2 separate regions of the Ovis aries genome follow, and region 1 is linked to region 2. Evidence: chromatin contacts called from public Hi-C data. All regions are on one chromosome and are shown on one strand. The core of a region is the stretch at or near the end of the contact, and the rest is flanking DNA. Distances in the headings are between cores, read along the strand shown. Region 1 holds the start of ONECUT2 (one cut homeobox 2). Region 2 overlaps WDR7 (WD repeat domain 7).

Region 1 (4,000 bases), core at 461-2,960, 510 kb after region 2:
GGAGGGCAGCCATAAAAGGTGACTGAGACTAAAAACTGTTTTCCAAATGAATAAAACCTTTCTCTAGCGCCAGGAAGGCATACAGTGTTCCAGACTGTGTTCTTGTTTTCTTATCAAGTTTTCTCTAACAGCTGGAAGTGGTTGGAGGGGGCTGTCTTAAGGAGACCCCCTGCTCTTCTTTTGACAGCTGATCAAAAGAAAATAGGTCACGCTTCTCAAACTTATGTCCACCCTGTCCTTAATTACTGTCTCTTTAAACAAAGGCAACATCTGCGCAACCTCAGCTAGCTTGAATCTTCGGAGGCAAACAGCGCAACCTGCTTTGGAAGAAGCAGTTACTTTTAAGGCTTTCCGTGCCGAGCGGCTCTCGGCCTTCTATCAGCCCTCCAACCCAACCCCGGGCCGCAGAAATCTGCCCCTTCTCTCTACGCGCGCTCCACTCCCAGTCGCCGACGGGGGTTAGTCAACAACGGAAATCCTGGGTACGTGAAGGTGCACTTTTCAAAGCTGCGACTTGCGAGCGTTCTGGATCTGACCAGGGCTCTGTTCTTTTCAAAAACAAGGCTTGGATATGCAGATCTGGGCTCCAGGTCTTCTACCCACAGCCGTAACCCCGGGCGTCCCTCTCCTAGGATTTGAGGGACGTGTGTGTGTGTGTGTAAAGATCGGTAATCTCCCGGACGGTTTACACACTCCCTGCACCCCGAAGTTTGCTCGCTAAAGGCACCGGCAACAAGCCTACTGTACACGGCCCCCAGCCCCAGCCTCTCCACCCCACCTCCCTACCCACTCCTTTCCAACTCGCTCCCGCAGCCAGCATATGGTCACCTTGAAACCGCAGCTCCTGGTGTTCCAGTTTTGTTTTGCAATCTAGCAGGGCCCTTCTGAAGGCTCATAACTAAGAGATTTATGGGCTCGCCGGGTAATTAAATGATGTGATCGTGTTAACTTTGCATGCATCACAGCGGCCCGCTCCGGGGCGGAAAGGGCGCCGGTTGTTCCCTTCGCCCCGTAGACTATGCACTCCCCAGTCTCGGGGATTTACCGTGCATTACAATACATTGGCAACTGCGTTTTTTAAAAAGCTGCATTACTGGCTCCCAGCTAGTGACCCTCGGGTAGTGGCTTGTTAGATGTGAGTTTGCGTTTAACAGCCGTACGCAGATGGCTTACTGGCCGCGAGAAAAGCTTTGGCGTGAAGCAAAGCCCTTTAGACCGGGTCATGGCAGCTCGGAAGAGACACAGAGCGGCATCTCCACCGTGATTTCTCCCCCTCGCCCGCACTCTCGCCTCTCTCTCCGCACCACCCTCCCCTCCCTTCCGTCCCTCCCCTTGACGTTTGGTTCCAGCGGCCAAGGAGGAAAAAAAAAGAGGCACAGAGCCGTCAGCCAAACCTGAACCGCGCGGCCCCGCCCCCTCCGCAGCCATTGGTCGAGACGCGCAGGAGGCCCGTCCCCCCGGGGGAAGCCGCGGCCGCCGAGTGGCTGCCCGGGACGCCCATCGGACACTGCCCCGCCCCGGGCCCGGGCGGGTTAGGTTGGCCGCCCCGGCGAGCGGCAGAGCCCTTCTGGACAGCTCCCGCTCGCGCAGACGGAGGACGGCGGCGCCGGAGCGGGCTCGGACATGGCGAGGCAGCGCGGCGGGGCCCGGTGACCCTCCCGCGCCCGCTCGCCTCCCGCACGCGCGCCCCGCCCGCCCCCGCCCCGGGCGCGCCCGCCCGCAGCCCGGGGCGCACACCCGCACGCGCGCTCCCCTGCGCACTCACACACACACACACACACACACACACACGCTCTCCCGAGCCCTCCGTCGCCGCCCGCAGCTGAGCTCCGCCACGCGCGCCTCGCCAGCCCGCCGGCCGCTCCCGCCGCCGCCGCCGCCGCTCCCGGGCCCCGATGGACTGAATGAAGGCTGCCTACACCGCCTATCGATGCCTCACCAAAGACCTAGAAGGCTGCGCCATGAACCCAGAGCTGACAATGGAAAGTCTGGGCACTTTGCACGGGCCGGCCGGCGGCGGCAGTGGCGGGGGCGGCGGCGGCGGGGGCGGCGGGGGCGGCGGCGGAGGCCCGGGCCATGAGCCGGAGCTGCTGGCCAGCCCCAGCCCCCACCACGCGGGCCGCGGCGCCGCCGGCTCGCTGCGGGGCCCTCCGCCGCCGCCCCCGCCGCCGCCGCCGCCAGCGGCGCACCAGGAGCTGGGCACGGCGGCCGCGGCCGCGGCCGCGGCGGCGTCGCGCTCGGCCATGGTCACTAGCATGGCCTCGATCCTGGACGGCGGCGACTACCGGCCCGAGCTGTCCATCCCGCTCCACCACGCCATGAGCATGTCCTGCGACTCGTCCCCGCCCGGCATGGGCATGAGCAACACCTACACCACGCTGACGCCGCTGCAGCCGCTGCCGCCCATCTCCACCGTGTCGGACAAGTTCCACCACCCGCACCACCACCACCCGCACCACCACCACCACCACCACCACCAGCAGCGCCTCTCGGGCAACGTCAGCGGCAGCTTCACGCTCCTGCGCGACGAGCGCGGGCTCCCGACCATGAACAACCTCTACAGCCCCTACAAGGAGATGCCGGGCATGGGCCAGAGCCTGTCCCCGCTGGCCGCCACCCCGCTGGGCAACGGGCTGGGCGGCCTCCACAACGCGCAGCAGAGCCTGCCCAACTATGGGCCCCCAGGCCCCGACAAGATGCTCAGCCCCAACTTCGACGCGCACCACACTGCCATGCTGACCCGCGGCGACCAGCACCTGTCCCGCGGCCTGGGCACCCCGCCCGCGGCCATGATGTCGCACCTCAACGGCCTGCACCACCCGGGCCACGCTCAGTCCCACGGGCCGGTGCTGGCGCCCAGTCGCGAGAGGCCACCCTCGTCGTCTTCGGGGTCGCAGGTGGCCACCTCCGGCCAGCTGGAGGAAATCAACACCAAAGAGGTGGCCCAGCGCATCACCGCCGAGCTGAAGCGCTACAGCATCCCACAGGCGATCTTCGCGCAGAGGGTGTTGTGCCGGTCTCAGGGGACTCTCTCCGACCTGCTCCGGAACCCCAAACCGTGGAGTAAACTCAAATCTGGCAGGGAGACCTTCCGCAGGATGTGGAAGTGGCTGCAGGAGCCCGAGTTCCAGCGCATGTCCGCCTTACGCCTGGCAGGTAAGCGCAGAGGGCCGTCTGGAGTCGGGCTGCCGGCGGCTCTGGTCCCGGGTGCGGGCACTGAGCCTCCCCTCCGGTCCCCTGCCCCTCTCCCTCCACGCTTGCCATTTGTTCTCTACTTCATTCCGTCTCCGTTTCCTTGCCCTCCTCTTTTCTCTGTTCTCCCTTACTCTCTCTCTTCTCACTTCCCTGTCTCCCGAGCTTCTTGAGCGACCCCCGTCCCTGTTTTGTTCACACTCTGCTCACCGTGCCAACAACTCTGCCCTCTCTTTCGGACCTTCCCCAGTTGTGGGAGGCGCGAAGAGTGTGTGCGGTGTCCACTAGGAGCCCTCTCTTTCCCAGACTCCCGGGGACGGCGGGGTTGCCTTTATTCAGAACCCTGTGCACTTGAACTCTTGTTCAGACAATACATTGTACTTCTGCCAGCTGCCTGGTCTCCCTATATAGAGGCAATTGGTGGCGAGAGGTAGTGGGCTTTAGAGGAGGAAGAGCTCTCTCTGCTGTCTTTCTCCCCACCGTGTTGGGCAAACTTATTCGGTCACTGACAGGAAGCACAGCCTTGCCCAAGCGGAGAACCGGGGGGTTGGGGGGGGGGTGGCCGGGATACAACCGCGCTTCCGGAGCCGGTCTCCGGCCTTGACCTCGGCGCGGGGACTTTGTGATGGAAAGAGCGGGCTGGGGCCAGCGCCCGTGTCCCTGCCCACAGTGAGGTTGGGACTGCCACATTCACCGCTCTGGGAGGACAGGAGAGGGGAAACTCGGAGCGGGAAGCGTCCTGCCTTACTGGCCGGCCGCCCTTTGCCCGGCTCCCAGCGTTGGCCGCGATGTGCCGAGGTGTGGCTGG
Region 2 (4,255 bases), core at 794-3,293:
ACTGAACCCTAAACAAAGAATCAAATTTTTGATGACAGGTTTTCCAGGTCAAATCACCCAATTCTTAAAGTATATTCTCAGAGTAGTAATTGGTGGTATCTTCTTCTCAAAGGTTTTAATACCTAATACAATAATAGCGCCCCATCAATATATGGCTAATAGCAGTTATAAAGTGTCTGCTGGTAGGCCATCTCTCATAAAACCGCCGTTAGCCTTAATTCAAATCCATTGATTCCTATTCCAGTTAAAACTGAAGAACTTAATATGTCTTTTAATCCTTTTATTGTAAGCTAGGATAAAATTAATTTTACCCTGAAACTGCACAAAGCCAATTAACATGATCTTTAGAGTTATTTAGTAAAGTGCTTCAAACTCTTAAATTTATCTTGACCTCTCGGTTGCACTCTCTGACTGCTTTTTAAATGAAGCAATCAATATCTCACAGCCCTTTAAATAGCTTAAACTCCTCAAATATTTTACCTGTGTTCTAGTTAAGCTGTAAGTAAAGGGTTTACTCCTGTTCCTGAAAATCTAGAGTCAATTATGCTAAATCTAAACACAGTTATTTCCTTTTAGGAACACTGTATGAATTAAACGGTTGTTTTAATAAAATCAAAGGCTTATATTTTGTTTAAAGCCACCCAATAATAAGGAAACATTATTTTCACACAGAACAAGTATTCTGTTTGCAGCTTCAAATATAGAACATTGATGTCCTTTCCCATTGCATGTAGCTTCTGTTCTCCACACAGGGCTAGTTGAAGGTATTAATTTTCTTACTGTGATAGGGTGATCAACCGTCCTGTCAAGAAAATGGATCTCCATGTCACCCTTTAGCATGATTAAATGGAGCCATGTCTCTGTGAAAAAACACCAAATTTTCATGAGACAAATGAAACTGTAGGAAGATCTACTTTTCCAGAATTATTTTATTTTTTAACATCTCAGAATGTCCCATTTGGTTGTCTATTTGTAGGAAAACATTGCAGTTAATTGTGTATATCTTGTATTATTTAGGAGAGAACACAGGCAAAGCTAGTGATTTTCAATGTTTCCAAATATGAAAAAAAATTAAAGAATCAGAAATTGTTAGGTGGGTGTTAGAATAGTAGCGGGGATGGGCCTCTATCACCTTAGACATTTACTAATCAGTCAGTGTCTCTTTTAGGGGATCCTTCTCTTGTCCTGACTTCTGTCAGTGTTAACAAAGAGCTATCATCTTTTCAGATCTGAGTGCTGATAAAAATTAAATACCATGGAATTTCAGCATCAGTAGTGTTCACAGCCAGTTGGACAGCATTCTTATGAGCCTGTGCGGATGCCAAACTTTAAATTACACCAAGTAGGGTACTTGACAGCTAATTAAGATTTCCTATTTTGGCCACTTAGCAGAGGGCACCTGTTACGATTCTTGCTGCTAGCTAAAGAATAAAATCTACCCAGGGCAGTTTGAAAGAACATTAGTAAAACTTCCCCAAAGTATTAATTCCTTCTGGGACGAGTGAGAGTTAGGACAAGATTGAGGTAATTAAACAAAAGGAACCTAGCGAAGGTGGGGGCCCGGGGTGGAGGTGGAGCTCTCCAAATGCCCCTGTTGTTTCATTTCCTATGGAAGCCGCCCATGTGTGCCCCGCGCCCCCGCCCCCTCGGAGCCGCGGCCGCTGCGGAGGCTGACCGGCTGGGGTCAATGCCTTGCCTATTGATCAGTATCCCCGCAGCCCCCTGCTCCGGCAGCTGCTTCATTGGCTTCTTTCAGGCCCTGCTTCAGTACATTAGAATAGAAATCCATAACCAGAGCTGTGCTCATCCAGGCAGGGGAAGAAACTAAATTAAATGGTATAAAACAATCTTGGATCAGGAGTTTGTGCCAATTCATCTTGATCTAAGATGTCACACCGGGCTCTCTGTCTGAGCACCTGGGCTAGAGGCAGCCATAGTGAAAATAGATGGAGCCGCGATCATTCATTTGTCAGCTGAGGAGCCAGGCAGCGGTTAGCAATTCCCTTCTGCAGAGGTCAGCTGACAGAACAATCAGTGCAACTGCAGAATAGAGCTTTCCTTTGAACTATTGTTACGGAGCATGCTCTCGCCGAGACACGGGGGGAGGGGAGCTTGGTTGGCTTCCTGTTTCCAGAAGACTATGCAAAGAATAAAATACGTGCTCCTGGAATCCAGAGGCCGTGGCACCCAGCTCTTACTCCTCCTGTCTGTTCTTCCCCAGAAATAAAGTTGGCTTTAATTGCATGTACTGAGGTATAGATGATCAAACTATTACATATCACTTTGTCTGGAATTAGGGTCCATTTTCATCCTTCTAAACAGCAGAGGCTGGGATTATTGATTTCTCTTCCTGTTTAGTGTGGTTGAGCTTTTAGGGTGTCTTCCCCCTTTGGTTAGTATAAACTATCGCAGATCAGTCATACTTTGAATCTGTACTCACATGCGCATGCTAATACTTTTACTAACATTTCCTCTTTGTCTTAAAAAAAAATCAGAAAAAAGACCCATGAAGAAACCTAAGTGCGTACTACGGTATCTGATTAGAAGACATAGCTATGTTACAAAAATATTTCTAAACCTTTTAATTGAGACTTTTTATAAAAAATGTTAATTCATGAAATATGACTTAACATGGCTTTAGAAGTTATAAGTTTGTAACATTGGGGAATGTTATAAAGCAACCTGTGTGTGAGTTGAAATACACCAAACAAAATAAAGCAAATTAGGGAAATAACTAAAATTTTATGTGAAAGAATTAGAATAGTTTTAAAGATAAATCTGTTCTCTGTTGTCTCATATGTAAGACAGAGATATATAAGATTGGCAAATTTCCTAAATTAACTTTTTTTGGGGAAAAAGAAAAAAAACAGGCAAACAAACAGTAAAATGTATGTAACGTGCAGAAGCTAAGAAACTATAACAATGACAGGAACAAATCTTTTGTGTTCTCATATGCCCCAAACTTTTCTTGGACTCCAAATAAACAAAAACTATTCTTTGATGTTACCCCTTAATAACTAATCCCCCTTTTTTCCTTAAGTACTTTAATGCCACTTTCTTACTCAATGATTCCTGTGGGACTCTTAAATTCTTTATACTGACTTGCCATTTCCATTTCTTAGATTCAGCCCACATCCTATTCTGCCTTCAGCAGAGCTAAATAAATGGAATTTAAGTTTTCTAAGAAGCTTTGTGTTCTAGGTGTTGTGTTGTTGTTGTTGTTGTTGTTTAATTTCTAGAAAGAGCAGACCTATCTCTCTTGCAAGGGCTTAAAAAATTTTGTTTTACTTTTGTTTCAGTTAATTTGGATTTTTAAAAGAATTCAGAGCATGATATCTGATATCTTTCTGCAGTGTTTTCTATCAGCTACCCAGAGCTCACCATGGATCTAGAAGCCATCCACTTCTCTGCATCTCCTATCTGACATCTCAACAGCAAACCAACCTTAACCTGTGGCTTTCATTTCTGCAATACCCTCTTTATTGATCGCCTCATATCCAGCATTCTTCATACACACTCAGAATGGTTTTCTAAAACCCTAAGTTCCATTGTTCAAAGGACTGAACAATGGGAATATGACCAGTAGAGTCAGCTGTGATTTGCCCTCATTTTTCACCCTTCCCTTCGCGACTTCCAGCGTTCCAGCCCAGTTACCTATTCTTGCAGTAGAAATAAGCAAATTCCTGTATGCTTTAGGTTCTTACACATACTGTTCTCTTAGACCATGAAGTTCCTACTGGTTTTGTCACCGTTAACGTTTCTAATTCTGTTTAGTCGCCTTTAAGTTCAGTGGGGATGGGGACTTCGCTTTTCTTATGCCTATTCATTTATCTTAGTTCTTCCCATATGAATTTGTTAGTTCATATTTGCATAATGCCATGCATACACTAGATCCCCCATTCTTATATGATGAATGATTAACTGAAGGGATGAATTGTGAATTCCGATGCTCACTGTCCTCCACTTGATCATTGCATCAGCCATCTTTTGGTTCTACTTGACACCAATCTTCTTTTACCTCCCAGTCTACTTTCCCATCCTGGGGCTTCCCTGCTGGCTCAGTCGGTAAAGAGTCCACTTGCAATACAGGAGACCGCCTGTAATGCAAGAGAGACCTGGGTTTGGTCCCTGGGTCAGGAAATTCCTGAGGAGAAGGAAACAGCAACCCACTCGGACAGAGGAGCCTGGCAGGCTGCAGCCCATGGGGTCACAGTGATTCGGACACAACTTAGCGACTCAGCCACCACCATCACCT

Evidence for each region. A called contact is a pair of places that touch in the nucleus more often than the background predicts.
Region 1: a Hi-C map of hypothalamus shows a contact between it and region 2, with 2.8 times the contacts expected there. The contact joins the promoter of ONECUT2 here to the enhancer-like site in region 2. A contact is called at or near these places in 2 of 16 Hi-C or Micro-C datasets (hypothalamus and tail adipose tissue).

What each region holds. Positions count from the first base shown.
Region 1 is chr23:57,024,613-57,028,612 of ARS-UI_Ramb_v3.0, forward strand. ONECUT2 (one cut homeobox 2) reads left to right here and starts at 1,711. Exons shown (of 2, transcript XM_004020671.6): 1 at 1,711-3,156. The coding sequence starts at 1,905.
Region 2 is chr23:56,518,783-56,523,037 of ARS-UI_Ramb_v3.0, forward strand. The region is part of intron 20 of WDR7 (WD repeat domain 7); the gene reads left to right. Among named protein-coding and RNA genes, the nearest start is that of WDR7, 190 kb to the left of the region's middle. Within about 2 kb of position 2,044, at least 11 of the 54 cell types and tissues checked have an H3K27ac peak or open chromatin away from gene starts, as enhancers often do. A contact at or near this core is called in hypothalamus, where this site is marked.